2 separate regions of the Callithrix jacchus genome follow, and region 2 is linked to region 1. A link is a contact called in public Hi-C data. All regions are on one chromosome and are shown on one strand. Each heading gives the region's core, a stretch centred on a gene start, on an enhancer-like site or on the middle of the called end of the contact. The rest is flanking DNA. Distances are from core to core; before and after follow the strand shown. Region 1 overlaps LOC108593315 (a long non-coding RNA gene). Region 2 overlaps IFT81 (intraflagellar transport 81).

Region 1 (7,681 bases), core at 1,469-3,968:
CACAAGCCACCACTCCTGGCCAGAGACGGGGTTTCACCATGTTGGCCAAGCTGATCTCGAACTCCTGACCTCAGGTGATCTCCCCACCTTGGCCTCCCCAGAATGCCTTAATTTTAAATGTTGGTTATTTTCTTAAAATACTGTATGAGCCAAGTACAGTTTATCTATCTAATTTAGCTAGTGTGTGGTCCCCTGTGTAGGTGCAGAGATGGATCTTGAGAGAATAAGAGGGTGGCTGGCAGGGAGACATCCTTACAAGAAACAAGAAACAGGCAGAGGGTTATTCCATCCTCTTCTGAAAACAAATGTGTAGCAATTCCATAAACTTCCTTAGACAGTTCTTAAATCCTCACGTCAACCCTGTGAGTTAGGGCAGGTTAACTCCATCATGCAAATGGAGAAACCAAGGCCCAGACACCAGCTAACCAGTAGCCCCTCAAGGTTGTACTCTTTACTTCCTCACTGATGGAACTTAAGTCAGAGCTGAGCTTGAAGAGCACTAAGAAGCTCAAGACGATGCAAGGAAAATGAACACTTTTGCTTAAAGAAGGCCGACCTGGCTTTGTTCCGCACTGCACCGCTGATGCCTTTTGAGTCTCCTTGCCTTAAGGTGAATGTAACCAACGGGCACCACTTTGATAATGTAGCAGCCGTGGAGTGCACTGCTCGCATCTCCCTCTCGAGAGTCTGCACAGCCAGGCGCAGTGGCTCACACCTATAATCCCAGCCCTTTGGGAGGCTGAAATCACTTGAGGTCAGGAGTTCGAGACCAGCCTGGCCAATATGGTGAAAACCTGACTCTACTAAAAAATACAAAAATTATCCAGGCATGGTGGCATGCACCTGCGGTCCCAGCTACTCAGGAGGCTGAGGAATGAGAACTGCTTGAACCCAGGAGGTTGAGGCTGCCGTGAGTCGCGATCATACCACTGCACTCCAGCCTGGGTGACAGAGTGAGACCCTGTCTTAAAAAAAAGAAAGAGAGAGAGACAGAAAGAGTGAGAGAGTCTGCACGGAGAGCACAGTTGACTCACAGTCCTCTCCCCACTCCTCTGGATCCACCAAGTTCATGCCAAGGCCATATTTCCTCAGCTGGGCCTAGCCAGTGACTGAGCACAGCCGGGGTGTTAGTGCAACCCCACTGCTGCTGACCTGAGATTCATCCTACTGGTGACTTTGTTCAGGAAGCCCCCATCAGTCCAGCCAAAACTTTCTGAGACCTGCACTGCCGCCTGAAGCTCCTCCTCCTCACTCCTTCCTTCCCCCTCTCTTTCCCCAGTCTGAAGATGTCTGCTCTTTATCCTTCACAGGATTATTCCCTTGATAAATCCCCTGCAAGTCTGAGCCTGTCTTGGCATCTGTTTCCCAGAGGATCCAAATTAACACAGATGACTTCCATTTTGTATAGGATGAGGTAATGAAGTCTACAACCATCCAAACTCACAATAATCTGTTGTCAAGGAAACCGTTTCACACTACAATGGTAAGAACCATGGGCTTTGGGTAGACCACGGTGTGAGTCCTACCCACCAGCAGTATGACCTTTAGGAGATGTCTCAGCCTGCCCTGACCCTCTATTTCCTCATCCATGGAATCAGTGATTCATAGCTGGGAGCAATTTTGATTCCTCTGGGACATTTTGCAATGTCTGGGGACATTTTTTGGTTGTCACAACATAGAGGAGGGGAATGGCTGTAACTGGCATCTAGTTGGGTAGAAGGCCGGGGACACTCCTAAACATCCTACAATGCACAGAGCAGCCGCTCCACCACAAAGATTATCCAGCCCAAAATGTACACAGTGTGGAGATTGGAAAATTCTGTGTTAAATGAGGATGATAATAGTAAGCTGATTCAAAGAACTATCGTGAGGACCCAATGGGATTATGTATTCAATATCCCTCGCCCTCCTTGTAAACTCCACAAGGGCAGGAACCAGATGAGGCTAGATCAGTGTTATGTATCGTTAATGACTGGAACATAGAAAGTACAAAGTAAATTATTAATTGTTGAAATATTCATTAAATGAGTGCAAATCAACGAATGTTAATTGTCATCATCTTCGTCACCATTGCCATCTTTCCAGCCCCTGGCTCAGTGCCTGAGTCCTAACAGGTCCTCAATCTTTGTTGAATGAATGCATGAGAAATGAAGGATTATTTACTCATTAACTACTAATCTGTGTGCTTTGGAGAGATATTGGAAACTCTTGAGAAATAGGCCTGGCCTTTTCCTTTTTATTTGCAACGAGGAATTTTGTTCATCAAAGAAATGACTTTAAAGGATTGAGACTGCTGCCAAGCCACAGAGTTGGAGTCGAGGGGCCTGACTCAGAGTCATGGAGAGGGTAGGACACACATCTCGCAGGGCTTAGGCAAAAAAGGAAAATGGGCCAGGCTTTGTGCGAACTTGCTGTGAAACAAGAGCTGTTTTCAGGGCCCAGGAACACGCTCTGTCCCATGTTTAATTTCTTCCATCTGTCTGGTATCTGACCTCTGCTGCCCTTTAAGCCATTGCCACATGTTGTCTGTGCACGTTCCCATATAAGGTGATCTCGCTCTCTCTCTCTCTCTCTCTCTCTCTCTCTCTCTCTCTCTCTCTCTCGCTCTCTCTCTCTCTCTCTCTCTCTCTCCCCCCCCCCTTTCCTCACTGTCTTGGCCCCTCTCTTTCTCTCCCTGTCTTTCTCTCTCCCTCTCTCTGGGTAGCAGCACTGACTTCCTCCACCCTGTTTGCCCTCTCTCTGCCTTCCCTGGCAGACTCTGCTGTGAGGATGGATAGCTGGAGAGCAGGAAGGGGTAGGGGGCTGCCAAGGAATGTAACAGGTTTATTTTTGTTCAGGCTGCATTCTTTGCGCAGCCTGCAGGCCCCAGCCACTTGGGAATGTCACATGCAGATAAGACAGTGGGGGTGACTGAGATCTGTGGCTCAAATCTGCAACACCCCAGGTGTGAGCCTCATCACAGAGTCGGGGGAGCTAAGGGTGGGAGGGCCAGGAACTCTGAGGTCATGGGACTCACCTGTTCCCACTGTCCTGTGTCTGACTCCTAGAAAAATAAGTTTGATCCTTCAGGGAAACAATTGCGGAAATTGAGATCTGTAACCACCCAAGCCCATCTCTGGGCAAAATCCAACATCTACAGGAAAGTGGAGAAGAGCCAGGTGTCAGGGTGAAATTAACATCTGTGTGACTTTGGGCAAGTTGTCTGACCTCTCTGACTCTCAGTTTCCTTCTTTGTCAAAATAGTATCAGTGAATCTGTTCTCTACTATTCTGGTATCATGGTGAAAATACACTCCCTGAGGGCAGGTATTATTGTCTATTTTGCTTCCTGTGGTTTCACCATCACCTCAAATACTGCCTGGCACACAGTAGGTGCTCAACTATGTGCTGAGCAAATTAAATGAGATAATGTTTTTAAGTGTTCAGCACCCACGAAATGAGAGCTGATTCAATAATACCCTACTTAATGACAACAGGTATTTATTAAGCACATCTTAACAGCCAGACCCTATTGGGTGCTGAGTACACAGCAGCAGATAAGACAGACAAGGCCCCTGCCCTCAGGGAGCTTACATTTGAATGGCAGAGATCTATAATAAAGTAAGCTAAGGTCAGAGAGTACTAAGGGCTATGAAAGAAATTTTTTAAAGGACATAGAAGTGTGTTTTTTCCAACCTTTTGACTGTGACTCACAGCAAGCAATATGTTTATCATGTGAACCAATGCACACACATGCATGTTTACTAAAAGGAAAAAAAAAACTGTGGTAGACTGTCTGCACCAACATCTGCCAACAACTTCTCTCATTCCTAGAATTCACATGTTACTCCCCCATGAAGAGGTGGAGTCAAGGCAGGGTATGGTGGCTCATGCCTGTAATCCCAACACTTTGGGAGGCTGAGGTAGGCGGATCACAAGGTCAGGAGTTTGAGACCAGCCTGGCCAACATGGTGAAACCCTGTCTCTACTAAAAATGCAAAAATTAGCCAGGTGTGGTAGCACATGCTTGTAATCCCAGCTACTTAGGAGGCTGAGGCAGGAGAATTGCTTGAACCTGGGAGGCAGAGGTTGCAGTGAGCTGACATCGCACTGCTGTACTCCAGCCTGGGTGACAGAGCAAGATTCCGCTTCAAAAAGAAAAAGAAGTGGAGTCAAGACCTGCTGCAAGGGCTCACACCTATAAACCCAGTGGGAGGCCGAGGCTGGAGGATTGTTTGAGGCCAGGAGGTTGAGACTGACCTGGGTAACACAATGAACCTCCATCTCTACAGAAAAAAAAAAAAAATGGTGGAGCCAGCTTCCCCTTCCCTGTTTCTGTTTATTTGTTTGTTAGTTAGCTAGTTTGTTTTAGAGACAGAGTCTCAGTCACTTAAACTGGAGTGCAGTGGTGTGATCATAGCTCACTGAAGCCTTGACTCCTAGGCTCAAGTGATCCCCCTGAAACCAGCCCAGCACTCCCCTGGACTGTCATTTGGACAAACGTAGACATTGACTCTTCTGCTATTAAAGCTGTATTTGTTTTATCTGAGGACCTTTGAGCCTCTCAAAAGCAGGTACTGAAGAACTGAAACTCACCACATCAGGCCATCAGATGCCTTCTTGCCCGTCCCTAGTTTTAGTTTACCCACATGTTGTTACATTTCTTCCCTGCTATATAAACCCCTAATTTTAGTTGGTCAGGGAGATGGATTTGAGACTAAGTTCCCATCTCTTCAGCTGCAGCACCCGATTAAAGCCTTCTTCCTTGGCAATACTTGCCATGTCAGTGGTTGGCCTTCTGTGCAGCAAGCAGCAGGACCTAGTCCAAACCCCTGATGTTTTGGTAACACTACTGCCTCAGCCTCCTGAGGAGCTAGGACTATAGGCATGTACAACCACACCAGCTAATTTTTTTGTTTAGATAGGGTCTCTCTGTGTTGCCCAGGCTAGTCTTGAACTCCTGGGCTCAAGCTGTCCTCTTGCCTCAGCTTCCCAAAGTTCTGGGACTACAGGCATGAACCACCACACCCAGCCTCTCCCTTCCCTTAAATCTGGGTGGCTCTTGTGATTTGCTTTGGCCAATAGGATGGAATAGAAACAACTCTGTGCCTGTTGCTGGGCTTCAGCTTTAAGGGGACTGGCAGCTTCCACTTTTGTGCTCTTGGTACCCAGAGCCATGAAAGGAAGCTCAGGTCAGACAACTGAATGATGAGAAGCCACAGGAGAAGGAGAACTTCCATGTAAAGAAGAAGTGACCACCAACACTAACGTCCAGACAGGAGGGACGCTGCCTTGGATGTTCTAGCCCCACATGGACCTCCAGCTGGATTCAGCCATATGAGTGATCCCAGCAGATACCACATGGAGCACAACTGCCCAGCTGAGCCCAGCTAACTGACAGACTTGTGGGAAAAAATGGTTGGATATCAATCAATTTAGAGTGGTTTATTAAGAAGCAAAAAATAGGCCAGGACAGTGGCTATAATCTCAGAATTTTAGGAGGCTGAGGCAGGCAGATCACTTGAGGTCAGGAGTTAGAGACCAACCTGGCCAACATGGCAAAATGCCCGTCTCTACTAAAAATACAAAAAAGTTAGCTGGGCCTGGTGGCTCGTGCTTGTAATCCCGGCTACTTTGGAGGTTGAGGCAGGAGAATCATTGAACCTGGGAGGTGGAGGCTACAGTGAGCCGAGATTGCACCACAGAACTCTAACCTGGGCTGAAGAGGGAGACTCCATCTCAAAAAAAAAAGGAAAAAATATTTCTGACAAAGTAATATTTACCCTTATCCTGGTGTGATATTTTCTGTCCTCTATTTCATTTCATTTTTAAAAATGTTAATTGAGACCCACAAAATTGATTTCAGTTCCCTCTAATAGACCATGACCAACAGTCTGAAAAACACAGTGATGAAGGGTGACTGATAGATTGGTTACTTTAAGTAAGAGAGACAGAAAAGACCTTGCTGGCTGGGCAGGGTGCTTCATGCCTATAATCCCAGAGGTTTGGGAGGCCAAGGCAGAAGGATCATTTGAGCCCCTGAGTTTGAGACTAGCTTGGGCAACATAGCAGGACCATGTCTCTACAAAAAAATTAAAAATCAGCTGGGCATGGTGGTGAGTGTAGTCCCAGCTACTCAGAAAGTTGAGGAGGATCACGTGAGTCCAGGAGGTCAAGGCTGCAGTGAGCCATGATCATGACACTGCACTCCAGCTTGGCGAGACCCTGTCTCACAAAATAAAACAGAAAGGAAGAGAGAAAGAGAGAGAGGAAGGAAGGAAGGAAGGAAATAAAGGAAGAGAATTACTTGGAATACTCCCAAGGAAAAAAAAAAAAGGAGGAGAAGAAAGGATCTTTTTTTTCAAAAATAAATAAGTAAATAAATAAATAAATAAATAATTGAGATGAGATTCACGTAACGTAAAACCAACCATTTTAAAGGGAACAATTCCATGGTAATTAGTACATTAACATATATCGTGCAACCACCACCTCCATGTATTTCCAGAATATTTTAACCACTTCAAAAGGAAATTCTCTTTCTTTTTTGGAGACAGAATCTTGCCCTGTCACCCAGGCTGGAGTGCAGTGGTACCATCTGGGCTCACTGCAACTTCCACCTCCCAGGTTCAAGTGATTCTCCTGCCTCAGCCTCCAAGTAGCTGGGATTACAGGCCTGTAACACCACACCCAGCTATTGTTTGTTATTTTTTTTTTAATCGAGATCTGATGGTTATATATACATATACATATATACATACATATACATATATATATATACACACATACATGTATGTATATATATATATTTGTATTTTTAGTACAGACAGGGTTTCGCCATGTTGGCCAGGCTGGTTTTGAACTCCTGACCTCAAGTGATCCACCCTCCTCAGCCTCCCAAAGTGCTGGGATTACAGGAGTGAGCCCCTGCGCCTGGCCTCAAAAGGAAATTCTGTACCCATTAAGCACTTGCTTTGCATTCTCCCCTCTGCCCGGCCCCTGGCAACCACCAGTCTACATTCTGTCTCTAGGGATTTGCCTATTCTGAGTATTTCATATAACAGGAGTCATACAACGAGTGGCCTCTTGCATCTGGCTTATTTTGCTCAGCACTATGTTTCTGAGGTTCATATATGCTATAGCATAGACCAGTACTTCATTTCTTTTTATGGCTGAATAATATTCTACTGTATGTATATATCACAATTTGTTTATTTATTCACCCATTTGCCCATCATTTTGAGTCAATCGTTTTCATCTGCAGCGCTGTCATAGACCTCGATTTGACATCATCAGCCGCAGGAGGATGAGAGGGTCTTAGCAACACGAAGGGCAAAGCCAGTTTGTGCCCTGCTGCTCTTGTCCCCTCCCACTGATCTTCTCCTGCATGATTCCCAGCTTCCTGATGGCCCAAAAATGCAGCTCCACTGCCGGTTACCCTTAAATACTCCCCCTGAATTCTATAAATACACCAAACATTCAGCTGGGAAAAAAGGAACTTGAAAGGCATCTGAAATGAAAATAGACTTTTTTTCCCAGCATTGACCAAGTGTTTTCTCTCCATCTTCTCCCTCTTTGATTCAGGGATAAGAGCTTGGATTTCCAACCATTAGCTCTACCTGGGAGAGAGAAGAGCTTCCTTGGCAAAGCCCTTCTAGGCAGAGAAGCCCAGGCGCTGTGTTGATGTGATTTTCCCACACAGA
Region 2 (7,681 bases), core at 2,044-4,543, 80 kb after region 1:
GGAGTGCAGTGGTATGATCTCAGCCCACTGTAACCTCTGCCTCTGGATTCAAGCGATTCTCCTGCCTCAGCCTCCTGAGTAGCTGGGATTACAGGTGAGCACCATCACGCTTGGCTAATTTTTGTATTGTTAGTAGACACGGGGTTTCACCATGTTGGCCAGGCTGGTTTCAAACTCCTGACCTCAAGTGATCCAACCGCCTGGGTCTCCCAAAGTGCGGGGATTACAGGCATGAGCCACCACACCCAGCCTTGAATTCCTTTAAATATTATGCTTGCGGCCGGGCGCGGTGGCTCAAGCCTGTAATCCCAGCACTTTGGGAGGCCGAGGCGGGTGGATCACGAGGTCAACAGATCGAGACCATCTTGGTCAACATGGTGAAACCCCGTCTCTACTAAAATTACAAAAAATTAGCTGGGCACGGTGGTGCGTGCCTGTAATCCCAGCTGCTCGGGAAGCTGAGGCAGGAGAATTGCCTGAACCCAGGAGGCGGAGATTGCGGTGAGCCGAGATCGCGCCATTGCACTCCAGCCTGGGTAGCAAGAGCGAAACTCCGTCTCAAAAAAAAAAAAAAAAAATATTATGCTTGCATTGTTTGCTCCTTCAAACTCTAGTGGGTATTACTTAATAATGGGGTCTTTCCATTAGAGTTATAACTTTTTTTCATTATTAGTTATAATTTTGATATCATGAGTAGGTAAATAGATAAATTAGATAACTGAGTTTTCACTAACTTGGGATATTCTTAGCTTTTTAACGTTTGGGATGGGTACCATTTCAGTGTCTCAGATGCTTGACAGCAATATATAGTCACAGTACATTTCTTAAGTGATAAATAGTAGCTGCAAATGCAGATGGTTCTATGGCTATGTTAATCCCAGCGGTTCAATGGACTGCTACCAAAATAGTACAGTACTTGAGATATGTCATGATAAAACTACAACCAGGATTGTGGTCATTATTTCCTACTTTTTCTTCTTCTTTTTAAACCTTTTTAATTTTATAAGGTTGTGTTTCTGTTTTCCTAATCCTTATTTGTAAAGTCTAAAATGAATAGCTTTTAGAATATTTAAGGCTAGGCACAATGACTCATGCCTGTAATCCTAGCACTTTGGGAGGGCAAGGGGGGTGGATCATTTGAGCCCAGGAGTTCAAAACCAGCCTGGGAAACATAGTGAAATCCTATCTTTACAAAAATGCAAAAATTAGTCTGGCACCACCTGTGGTCCTCCTACTTAGGAGGCTGAGGCAGGAGAATTGCTTGAGCCCAGGAGGTTAGGACTGCAATGAGCCACAATTGCACCACTGCACTCCAGCCTGGGCAACAAAGCAAGACCTTATCTATATATATATATATATATATATGAATATATATGCATATTTTATATGTATACATATATTATACATATATACAATGTATACACATATATGTACATATAAGACATATATAATATATACATATATTTAGATGTGTCAAAAAATTAAAAACACAAAATATTTTAATTCAGCAATTAGTCTTTCCAAGTTTCTAATAAAACTAAGTTACTATATATGTGTGACACATGTTGTGAAGTAGAGAAGAGACAATTTTTGAGTTTATACAGATATATGATATTTAGCTACTACTTTTCTACTCATTAGATTACATATTGTGTTTTTTTTACAGTTCAAACAATATGTCAATAAACTTCGAAGCAAGAGTACAGTTTTCAAAAAGAAGCGTCAGATAATAGCTGAACTTAAAGCTGAATTCGGTCTTTTGCAGAGGACTGAAGAACTTCTTAAGCAACGTCATGAAAATATTCAGCGACAACTGGTAATACGGTATTATCTTGGGCTGCTATAAATACAAATGCTAGGAGGTTTATGGGTTACAGCTTTATACTGAGGTCATTGTTTTTATGAGAAATCATAAAAGTATTACTTTTCTCTGATTAATTACAGAGATGTCATGTAAGTGGATTCATTTATTTTTAATGTAGCAGTAAGCGCTGGCTTTTTTGTGTGTGCTGTCTTTAGGGTTGTTAATAGAAGTTGAATTCCAAGTAGGTTTTTTTCGTTTGGTTAGTTAATATGAGTGACTGTAAAATCTTTTTTTTATCATGGCCTGCTAGGCAGAAATTTCTAAGCAGTGACTTCCAAGAAGCTTTGGAAAGAAATATCCAGGGAAATGCTATGTGGAAGTCGGCCTCCAGGCTTATTTCTTATGTGTTTGTGCCTTTGTTGTCTGAAAAGAGTTAAACCCAAAGTAGTCCAACAGCAATGTTATTCTTATTGTGGCTGCCAGTTCCTCAGGGTTTTCTTCATTTGGCTTTTTTTTTTCCTTTCACCAATGGGGAAACTATTTCATCTGGGTGCTGGTTTACCAGCTAGCAATAATCTGATAGAGATAAATGAAATGTCAACCAATTGTGTTTTCTTTTAACTGGCAATACGTACTGTCTCATATTGTCTCATGCTGATGAATATTATTTGCTTTTAGGGAACTTAAGATTGAAAATTTATTGTGAATCAACGTAGATTCTGACAGCACTAACTTTAAAACTGATAATAGTAACTGCATTATTTTTTACTTCAAAATATTTTCTAATTTCCATTGTGATTTCTTTGACTTTTTGGCTTAAAATCAAACATTTGGAGGGTTTTCTTATGAATTTCTAGGTTGTTTCCATTGTGACCAGGGAGCACACTCTGATTTCAGTCCTGTGAAATTTGTAGTCTTGCATTATGGCCCAGTGTTTTGGTAATTGTTTCATGTGCAATGAAAAGAATGTATATTCTGCAGTTGTTGTGAATAGTATTTTATGTATGTCAATTCAGTCAGTGTGTTGGCTATGATATACATATCTTCCATATCCCTGTTGCTTTTTTGTCTGCCTGTTCCATCAGTTACTGAAAGAAGTGTGTTAAAAATCTAACTATAATTATTGCATTGCTGCTTTTTTTAGTTCTATCAGTTTTTGCTTTATATTTTTTTCTTAAGTTGGGTCCCTAGAAGCGAGCTCAAGAAGGGAATTCTTTGTGCTAATGATTTATTGAGGGAGTACCCTCAGAAAGAGGGCAGTAAGGCAAGCAGATGAGGCAGCAGAAAAAAGCCAAGCAAGAAAGGACATGGTCTCAACTGGAGTTGGCTTCATTCTGATCCCATGATCAACTTTGGAACAAATTGCACCATAGAGTTGATTCCACCTTGATGCAAGGGGGATGGCCTTTTGTACCCCGTGGCAGTCAGTCATTTGGTTGTGGTCAAGTGTAACCTTTTAGGTGAGACAGCTCCCATTTGGCTGAAGGCATTCTGGAGAAGGGGGTAACTATGAGCTATTTGGCAGTCAGCACTCATAACAGTTTGCAAATGAGGTCTGAGTGGGGCACCAGCAACATCTACTACAGTTCACCCCTTGAACTAGTAGGTTCTACTTATTTGTCATGTTAAATTTACTCCACCCAGCTATAGCTTCTATAGGATTCTGGTTGGTAACAATTTCTAGGAAAACTTATAGGAGAAAGATTAGTGTGACAAATGGAAACTCTGATTTCCACATTTGTTTCCAAGGACATAACTGATACTCAACATCTCCTTCCTTTACTATCCATTCTAGAGTTCCCTCACCTCAGCTAGCACCTCCTCTGGCTTAAATGACTTAATTGGTGGGATGACCCAGTTCCTCATCCTTGAAAAGTGTGAGACTCCACTAATCATTCCCTTACCAGGCCATGCTGCTATACTTGCCCATTTATAGTTAAAACTGGGCATGGGAGTGCCAAGATATGCCCTAATGGATTATCTGAGTCCCAGATGTATTTCTTCCTATCCCTATTATATAGCAACATCTGTATAGCCTTATGATGTCCTGCTTTCTTTGCCTGCTGGTCTGTTGACATGAGGAGCCCAAGTGACCAGATGGTAGTCAGAACATTAAGTGTCAAGGGCTTCTTAATGTGCCTTCTGATGGAAGCATGCCCACTCTGGCAATTAGAGCATCTATACCCACAGCTGTCTGGATAGGAAGCATAATTCCCTAAAATGGATCATTGGGGATCATGGTTAGTGGTGACACTTATACTTTAATCTCATGGTTCTGAGACCTATGCTTTCTATTGAGAACATAGCACCATATCATGGGCATTGGTTTAAGGTGTACAGTGTCCTAATGGTAGAACTCATTTTCACAGGCCATCAGTTCCAAGCTGGGGCCTTGCCTTCAAGACACTGTTCCACTATTCTTTCAGGCCATCAGCTTTTCAGATAGTGTAGTATATGATAAAATCGCTGAATTATATGATCATATGAACACCATCATAGTTCCTTTGCTGTAAAGTGTGTCCCTTGGTTTGAGGTGATATTATGTGAGATTGCACATCAGTAGACTGAATGCTCTAAGCTCGTGGATAGTAATGCTGACTGAAGTACAATGGGCAAGAAAGGCAAACCTATACCTAGAATATGGATCAGTCCTATTAAGGATGAAATCTCACCCTTTTCAAGGCAGAAAGGGTCTGATGTTATTAAATTGCCACAAAATAGGGGGTTGGTTTCCTCAAGGGATGATTCCATACCTAGAGCTCAGGATCGGTGTCTGTTGCTGGCAGGTGAGACTTTTGATGTTGGCAGTAGCTAGATGAACACTGGTGAGAGAGAGCCCATGCTATTTGGCTCATATGTAACCTCCATCTCTACCAACAAAGCCATTCTGTTTATGAGTCCATTTCTAAGCACTGTGTGGGACAGTGACAGAGGCTGGCTGACATCTGCTGGCCAAATCATCCTTTCCACTTGGTTGTTTAGTGCCTCTTCTGCAGTGGACATTCTCTGATTTCAATGTAATGAAAAGATCTTTATACTTAGTGCCTACTCCCATAGGTTCATCCATAAGCCTCTTCCCTAGACCTCCTTGTCCTTGCAGTCTTGCATCCAAGCTGAGCCATTTGCCACTGCCCAGAGGATACAGGATAATCTGAGGATTCAAAGTTCTCAAGTGGGTCTATCCAGATACCCCATCCCACACTCCACCCTTTTTCTTCTCTGTCAGGGCCCTGACCTCAGCATAGAATATTTGCCTAGACTAAGAATTCAACTGTCTCTGGAGTTTTGCCAATCTTAAAATTAAGTCCTGCACCTGGTTTTCAGTTCCCTCTGCCCTGTTGCCATGGGAAACAAGGATTTCTTTAAAGCCCTTAAGGAGATTCTATAACTTCATCACTTTGCTTTTAATTACAAATTAATAGATTTGAGCCTGTTATTTTATCTCTTCAACCATCAGAGAAGGTTAGTGATAGCCACCCCAATTCCATAGTCCTTATAGTTACTATTTCTCCTCAAAAGTCAAAAACATTACACCATCTAGTGCATCTTTGTATCAGTTCAGATCCTCCAAGAAGCAGACACTGAGATGGGATTACACATACAAGAGATTTATTGAAGGAGACACTTGTGAAGGATAAAGGGAAGGGAGCAGGAAGAGGCAGGGAAAGCCTTCAGGCTCTGATACAAGTCTGACACCTGTGAAGGAAGAGGGCAAAGGAAGGGAAGATTGGGCAGAAAGAGCCTCAGACTTCAACACAACTCTGAGCAAGTTTTGGTCATGTTGAAAGGGAGTTCCTGAGCCAGTCACCTATTAGAGGAGTCCCTTGTCAGGCAGGACTGGGCTAACACCAATACTGCTAATATTAGTACTAATAATACTAATACTGTGCTCAGTCATTGGCTGAGAGCAGCTCCAGGGAAGCATAGGTTTGGTACAAACATAATGATGGACCCAGAGGGGCAGCAGCTATGGATGTCAATCAGCTCTGTTCCTCTCAGCCGATTCTCTTGAAAGCAATCTGTCCCATACATTTTTTTGGCCGCTGCAATCCCCATCCACCTGTATTCCCCAATTCACCACAAGTGAAAGTCTTTGCAACTGCATTGCTGCAACATGCCTGGGACTATCAATACTCTACCTGCCACCAGTGATAGAGTCCTTAGTTCCATTCAGCCAGTGAGTGATCGCACTCTAGTGCTTATGCCAAAGATTATGATATACACCCTTGACTGATTACAGTCTTCGCTAAATTTTTACTTTTGCTGTGTCCTGGGCAATGCAAGAACCTAAAACACTTTAACTTTGTTTACCTCATACCCATATTTAGTGTTATTGTTGATAATATTTTTTAAATTCTAAATACAGTTTTCTTGAGAAGGGGTATTGTTCTGTTGCCCAGGCTGGAGTGTATTGGTGCAATCACAGCTCACTGCAGCCTCAATCTCCTGGGCTCAAGTGATCCTCCAACCTCAGCCTCCCAAGTACCTGGGACTACAGGTATCCACACCCAGCTAATTTTTGTATGTATTTTTATTTTTAGAGATGGAGTCTCACTATATTGTCCAGGCTTGTCTCAAACTCAGGGACTCAGGCAATCCTTCTACCTTGGCCTCCCTGAGTGCTAGGTGTGAGCCACTGTGCCTGAGCCTAGATATAATTTAAATACTGCATGATATTATATTCAGTATTATTCTAGATTATCTGCATGTTTACTCTTTTCATTGTTTTTCTTTCCTTCCTTCATCATCATTCTTCTATTGGTTTCTGTCTAATGAGCTCACCTGAAATACTTAATTTAGTTCAGGTCTGCTGAAATCTCAGTTTTTGTTTTTCTTAAGACACCTGTATTCTACCTTCATTTTGAAGCACATTTTTACTGAATGTTGACTTTTTCGTTGGCAGCTATTTTCCTTTAGCACTTTAAAGATTTAATTCCCATTGTCATCTGGCTTCCATTATTTATTTTGTAACATCAACTGTACATCTTGGTTTTCTTTTTTGTTTAAGGGAGTATGTTATTCTTCAGTTGTTTTTAAGATCTTCTCTCTGTGTTTGGTTGTTCAGTGGCTTTACTATGACTTTTCTAGGTATGATTTTATTTTTTATTTACCTGACTTAGGGTCTGTAAAGCTTCTTGAATATGTGGCTTGATGTCTTTGTTTTTGAAAAGTTCTCAGCCAATATTTATTTATTTATTTATGTCTTTCCTTTCTTTCTTTCTCTTTCCTTCCTTCCTTCCTTCTTTCTTTTGTTCTTTCTTTCTTCTTTCTTTTTTATTTTTAATGACAGGATCTCACTCTGTTTCCCAGGCTGGAGTCCAGTAGTGTGATCTCAGCTCACTGCAGCCTCGACTTCCCAGGCTCAGGTGACTCTCTCACCTCAGCCTCCTAAGCATCTGGGACTACAGGCCCGAACCACCACGCCCAGATTTTTTTTTTTTTTTTTTTGGTCGTTTTTGTAGAGACAGGGTTTTGCCATGATTCCCAATCTTGTCTTGAACTCCTGGATGCAGACGATCCACCTGCCTCAGCCTCCTAATGTTGGGATTATAGGCATGAACCACTGTGCCCAGCCCAGTATTTATTTATTTATTACTATAATTTCATTCTGTCCTCTTTTACTTTCACTCCAACTACATGCATGTTGGACATTTTCACCATTTTCCATGTGTTTCTTATGGGTTTTGTGGGTTTTCTTTTTCTTCTTTTCATTTTTTTTTTTTTTTTTTTGAGATGGAGTCTCACTCTGTTGCCCAGACTGGAGTGCAATGGCATGCTCTCAGATCACTGCAACCTCTGCCTCCCAAGTTCAAGTGATTCTCCTGCCTAAGCCTCCTGAGTAACTTAGATTACAGGTGTGCACCACCACACCCAGCT

What was found. Hi-C and Micro-C count contacts between places; a contact is called where the count stands out from the background.
Region 2: a contact with region 1 is called in a Hi-C map of skeletal muscle, with 4 times the contacts expected there. The contact joins two enhancer-like sites. A contact is called at or near these places in 2 of 3 Hi-C or Micro-C datasets (both in skeletal muscle).

Annotation. Positions count from the first base shown.
Region 1 is chr9:113,014,158-113,021,838 of calJac240_pri, forward strand. It overlaps LOC108593315 (a long non-coding RNA gene), which reads right to left. Exons shown (of 5, transcript XR_008473981.2): 5 at 6,404-7,681. Among named protein-coding and RNA genes, the nearest start is that of IFT81, 14 kb to the right of the region's middle. Within about 2 kb of position 2,719, at least 2 of the 16 cell types and tissues checked have an H3K27ac peak or open chromatin away from gene starts, as enhancers often do. A contact at or near this core is called in skeletal muscle, where this site is marked.
Region 2 is chr9:113,093,893-113,101,573 of calJac240_pri, forward strand. It overlaps IFT81 (intraflagellar transport 81), which reads left to right. Exons shown (of 18, transcript XM_078337250.1): 11 at 1,667-1,816. Among named protein-coding and RNA genes, the nearest start is that of IFT81, 66 kb to the left of the region's middle. Within about 2 kb of position 3,294, at least 1 of the 16 cell types and tissues checked has an H3K27ac peak or open chromatin away from gene starts, as enhancers often do. A contact at or near this core is called in skeletal muscle, where this site is marked.